Regions from separate parts of the Cricetulus griseus genome. Here region 1 is linked to region 2. The links are chromatin contacts, called in public Micro-C maps. All regions are on one chromosome and are shown on one strand. Each heading gives the region's core, a stretch centred on a gene start, on an enhancer-like site or on the middle of the called end of the contact. The rest is flanking DNA. Distances are from core to core; before and after follow the strand shown.

Region 1 (2,700 bases), core at 93-2,592, 170 kb after region 2:
CAGGCCCACTTGAGAGAGGACATCTCACTAGATCTGGGGATATCACTGGGAAGGGTCTCAAAGGAGCTGTCAGGAAGACCTGGTAACAGAGCAAGCACCCAGCAAGAAACGCTGCTCAGTAAGGTCTCAAACACACCATGGAGGGCTGCTGGGAGTTTATTTTCGGCTTGGTGCAAGGCACAGTTATGGGGTCAGGAAAGCTCAGTGCTGTGAACCAAGGGGGGGGCTCTCTCTAGCTCCTGCTGGTGTCTGTTGCTGGCTGCAGTCTTCCTAGTTTACAGGGTGGGGTGGATGGGTGGGACTCTGGCCTAGCACTGCTGAAGTCGCATTTGCTGTGGTTCTGCTAGGTCAGGACGGGGCGCTCGTGTTGGTCTGGTCAGGATGGATGACTGGCTGCTGCTGCTTCATGGTTTCAGGAGCCAGGTCACCGGTGGTCGGGCTTCTGGAGGCCTGCAGGGATTCTGCCGAGCTGCAGAGAGAGGGCAAGTCAGTGGGTCAGAAGCAGGTTTAATTGGGACCACTCCCACAACCTTATGGAAGATGGACTCACTGCTCAGGAGACTCCAACACTGTGGTCATGAATGGGAGGGTGGACTTCCCGAAAAAAAAGCTGGTCCACCAGTGGCCAGGGTCGGCCTTAGGGAGACCTGAGAGGTGCAAAGGGGGGGTCAGGATGTTGCTACCCTGTCCCTCTCCACGTTCCTCCCACCTCAGGATGTGAACTTTGCCCTTACGCTAGCTGGTTCTGCACTCACCCGGGGGGTGGGGCACGGCGTCCCCGGGGTACTCTGCACTTCCGCAGGAACTGTTGTTGGACGAGGAGGAGCCCAGGCGTCCTGGGGAGGGGAGGCTGGTCAGCCACAGGGCACTGGATCAGCTCTGGGCGGGGCTGGCGAGGGGCTACTTACGCCGATAGTAGTCATGGGTAGCCACCAGCGAGCCGCTAGAAGGGATGGCTGCCATACTTCAGGACCCGCGCGCTCTGGAGACCTGAGCAAAACGGGGGGGCTGGTCACCGCACAGCGAAGTGGGTTCCGAATAGGGCCCTCGCCCTGTCAGTCTCCGGGTTTCCGGGTGGTTTCAACCAGCTCGGACCGGCTGCGCATTGAGACAAAGGCGCTTTGTATGCGCCCGGCCCCTAGAAGGCGCGCGCCTCCCCCAGCCGGCTGCCGCCACCTCCACTACTACCGCCGCCCTCACCTCGGCGGCGACCCCTCCTCGCGGACCTCGGCGCAGGATCACGGGTGGTAATGCGTGGGGCACTAAGCCTCGGAACCCATTGGCAGGGATAGCCCAAGGGAGCCCTCAACGCTGCAACCCGTAAGCTATGCGCACGCGCGTACCTACTCTCTAGCCTGCACGGGCCACAACAGACTCGTCATGGTGAGGCGGAGCAAGCAGCAAGGCCCCGCCTCCATCACGGAGGCCCCATCCTTGAGATCTTTGATCCCTCCTGAGCCCTAGCACGATGAGGTCCCGCCCTTCCCTATTAGACTTCCCGGGAGCCTAGCGAGGATCCTCCCCACCTTCTGCAATGCTGGGTTCGCCAGGTTCCACCTTGGCCCAAACCGCCTTGATCAAACATCAGTGGTCCACCTCTAGGCAAAGTCCAGGTCTGCTGCCTTTTTCCTCCTTGTTCGGACTGGGAGCATCTCGCCCTAAATAGAAGTCGTTAAAAAATTTCCTGCGGGACCTGTGTGCCCTCTGTCTGTGCCATCCCCTGGGATGTGGCCTCATGTAGCCCAGCCTGTCTATTCCCCTTTACTTACTGCTGTCTGCTGCCTGTGCCGGTCCCTGCAGGCTGTGTTTTCCAAGTGCCTCACTTCGACTCTTGGCAGAGTGGGTCTGTCTAACTCACATAAGTAAGCACAAGGGGCAGCTGTGTATCGTCGTGTTCCCCCCGGTCCCCCCGCGCGCGTATCTGCATCGCAATCCCCGTTTTCTACCGCACTGGATAGTGCCTGGAGCCCCTAAGCGGCCCTTCAGGGACTAGCCTGTGTTTCTTCCAAGTCGTGGTTCTCACTCACGTTCACTAGTCCCAGCCTGTGTTCTGTCGCCTGGAGAACAGTGATGGGAGATAAGATACAGAAATGCTTGGGGCCGGGGAGAACCGCGAACAGACGCAGTCTCCAGTTGCTAGCATCAGGCAGAGGCCTGCACTATTATTGCACGATTGGTCAGAGTCCTGTGTTTGGGAGCTCAAGGGCTGGCCAGCAATCTCTGGCCTCCCTTCCGTTCCCAGGCAGTCAGTTTTCTGCCAGACACCCATGGAGACTGGGAGGACCGTGAGCCACCTTTGCACAGCATGCTTCTCCTATAACCAGAGATGCTAAACTTGCCTTCATGGGGGTTCAGGGAGAACCTGGACTAGTAGGACCCAAGGAATGCTCTCGTGTCCCCGAGATCTCAAGGAGGCTTTGGCCGAGACCCTTTGCTTGGATTTGTTGAGACCCACTGTGTGCAAACATTGAGCTAGGCATGGGAAACCACACAAGAAGTGACCCAGTAGGGATGCTGGTTTAGAGGAAATAGGGATAAGGGTAAGTTGAGGTATAATGAAGTGGGGGCGGGGGGGGGGGCAGCTGACATTACAGCAGCAGAAGTGGGAATGACCACTGATAAGGCAGATTGGCCAGTTCAGGTGACATCAGGAGGGTGAGACTTCTGCCCAAACCAGGCTTACTTCATGGCTTCAGCCTC
Region 2 (2,700 bases), core at 59-2,558:
ATACCCACACAAATACACACAAAAATAAATCTTAGCTAGAAGTGGTGACACACGCCTTTAGTCCCAAGCACCTGGGAGGCAGAGCAGGTAGATCTCTGAGTTCAAGGCCAGACTGATCTACAGAGCGAGCTCCAGGACAGACAGGGCTACACAGTGAAACTCTGTATCCAAAAAAAGAGGGAGGGAGGGTGGGAGGTGGAGAGAGAGAGAGAGAGAGAGAGAGAGAGAGAGAGAGAGAGAGAGAGAGAGAGAGAGAGAGAGAGAATGAATATAATGTGTTTACTTATGTGTTTACTTAACAGGGAATGTTCCTGTTAAAGCCTGTCAGCCACCTGAAGCTCCCCCTTCTCTTTTATCAATTCTGCGGGGTGGAGAACAAGTTGTGAAGGCGGCAGGCCACAGCAGTGGTCCTGCTCGAGTGACCCTTATTGCTAGTAGCAGAGGGCTTTACCTGCAGTTCTCCTTGAAGCGGCATTTTCCCTCCAGGAAGAACGGGCAGGGCTTCAGGGACTTGTGGGTAGGGTACAGGTAGAGTACGCGAACGCATGCCGAACCATCCTCTGCCTCTTCAGTGCCCACAACCATTGCGTTGTGATACTCTAGCGTGCCCCAAGCGCTGTGGTAAGGGGCATTCACTTTAGCACCGCTCAGCTCCTCCTGATCTGGATCCTCCTCGTCTTCCTCCTGTGCAGGGGAGGTGGGTCCAGGCCGCACCACGCTCCCAGGGACAGTCTCCGAGTCATCCACGGGGGCGACGGGTGCCTCCCCTTCCTCCGCCACAGCCTTCTGGAAAGCCAAGTACTCAGCGTCCTCCTCTGCCTGGTGCTCCAGGTCCACTGTAGCCAGCAGCTTGCTCTTCCTGACCGACAACAGGCTGGCCTCGGTGAGCTCTATCAGTTCCTTCAGATCGCCCTGCAGCTGGCGCAGGTCCGCAAGCTCGGAAGCGTCCAGGCCAGCACCAAGAGCCAGCTCTACCTGCCCGAGCTGGGCCCGGTAGGTCTGCAGGGCCGTCTCCAGGTTGTCCTCGTCCATCGCTACACCGCGCAGGCTAGTTTCGGAACCGCTAAAGCAGACGAGACCTGAGGGAAGAGCAGTCGGCAGAGCTCAGGACAACGCCGCCCCCTCCCCGGCCGCTGGAGAGGCTGAGGAGGACCTCGGCGCTGCCAAGGGAACCGCAAAGTATCCCACCGCGTCCTCTGCGGTCCGCAGCCCCGCCTCCCGCCGGTGCTCGCAGCCTACAAGGGCTTCCGGCCTCGCCAGCAGAGCCCTCGCGCTAGCCTTCCGCCCGCCGCGGGCACTTCCGCCCGAGAGCTGATGCTGCCGGAAGTGCCCGCGTTCGGGAGCCTCCGGGATGGGGCGCGCGGGGGCCGTCGGGATGCGGCTCCGCCCTCTCGTACTCAGTCGGCCGGTCGGTGTCCCGACAGGCACCGCGCGGGGTCAACGCGAGGTCGGTGGGGTTTGCGACGCGACGACGGCGTCTGCGGCTCCGAGATCTGAGCAGGTGCAGGTGGGTCTCCGCCGGACTGAGGGGCCGGGGTTCCAGAATCCTGGGGTAGGGGGCAGGGAAGCGGCTTCGGCAGCTGGTTCTTTGGCTCCGTGGGCCCGGCAGCGGGGGGGGATCCAAAGGCGGCCCACTCAGAAGCTGACTCTCTGGTAGCTACGACAGTCGAAGTTCCCAGTGCTGAGTTGAGGGTCCGGAAAAGAAGCCTTAGGAGGGCGGAGCAGGGTAGGCCGCCATGGGTTTTTCAGGACTGATGGTGTATTCACAAAGATGACCCGCAGTGGGAGTAGTGGCCCAGGTTTAGCGGGTGGTCGGTGGTGGAGGCAGGGTCCGGAATCGGGGGCTGGGGAGAGGGGGGCAAGGAGTCGCGAGCCACGAGGCTCCACATTTGAAAACTAGCAGGACCGACGGACCACTGATGAAGCGGACAGGAGGCCGATAGCCCTGGTACACACCTTGACATTTCTCAGGGTGCCAGGGCAGGATGTACACGCTGCTTTCGGGGCTGTACAAGTACATGTTCCAGAAGGATGAATACTGCATCCTGATCCTAGGCCTGGACAATGCCGGGAAGACAGTAGGTGCCTGTTCTCTCACCAATTCCCTTTCCCTGCCTTATGTTCTTTGCAAATCTAATCCCTACCCAAGACTACAGGTTAGTTGCCACCAGCCTCCCGAAGAGCATTCAACAGGCAGAGGTTCGTGTGCATGTGTGTATGGGTGTGAAGGCCTGAAGTTGCCCAAACCATGTGGGTGTGAAAGCCTGAATTTGCCCAAAGCATATGGATGTGGAGGGATATTTAGAAAAGACACCAGGAAACTGCTTTAGCTGCCACTACCTAACCACCTTTCTTTCTTTCCTCAGACCTTCTTGGAACAATCAAAAACACGGTTTAACAAGAACTACAAAGGGATGAGTCTATCCAAAATCACCACTACCGTGGGCCTAAACAGTAAGGGGGATATGAGCTTGGGTCCCTTAGAGATGCAAGCCCGTACGTAGCCCAGCTGGCCAGGGGCCAGATCCCTCTCTGTGCATGCCTGCTGGGATTGGTACCAGAATGGTTTTCCTCATTCCAGGAAGAGCTGGGACTTTGTAAAGAGTAAGGTCAGGAGCTAGCTCATTCTATCCTCTCCCCAGTTGGCACTGTGGACGTGGGGAAGGCTCGTCTCATGTTCTGGGACTTAGGTGGACAAGA

What was found. Hi-C and Micro-C count contacts between places; a contact is called where the count stands out from the background.
Region 1: a Micro-C map of the CHO-K1 cell line shows a contact between it and region 2, with 2.0 times the contacts expected there. The contact joins the promoter of Ppdpf here to the promoter of Zgpat in region 2. A contact is called at or near these places in 2 of 8 Hi-C or Micro-C datasets (both in the CHO-K1 cell line).

The regions. Positions count from the first base shown.
Region 1 is chr6:714,611-717,310 of CriGri-PICRH-1.0, forward strand. It overlaps Ppdpf (pancreatic progenitor cell differentiation and proliferation factor), which reads right to left and starts at 1,343. Exons shown (of 5, transcript XM_027419942.2): 1 at 1,201-1,343; 2 at 909-990; 3 at 756-836; 4 at 551-647; 5 at 139-469. The coding sequence starts at 963. The coding sequence ends at 349. It overlaps Eef1a2 (elongation factor 1-alpha 2), which reads left to right and starts at 1,185. Exons shown (of 10, transcript XM_035446392.1): 1 at 1,185-1,320.
Region 2 is chr6:541,895-544,594 of CriGri-PICRH-1.0, forward strand. Zgpat (zinc finger CCCH-type with G patch domain-containing protein) reads right to left here and starts at 1,309. Exons shown (of 5, transcript XM_035446097.1): 1 at 452-1,309. The coding sequence starts at 1,032. It overlaps Arfrp1 (ADP-ribosylation factor-related protein 1), which reads left to right and starts at 1,354. Exons shown (of 7, transcript XM_027419966.2): 1 at 1,354-1,507; 2 at 1,901-2,078; 3 at 2,367-2,454; 4 at 2,643-2,700. The coding sequence starts at 1,986.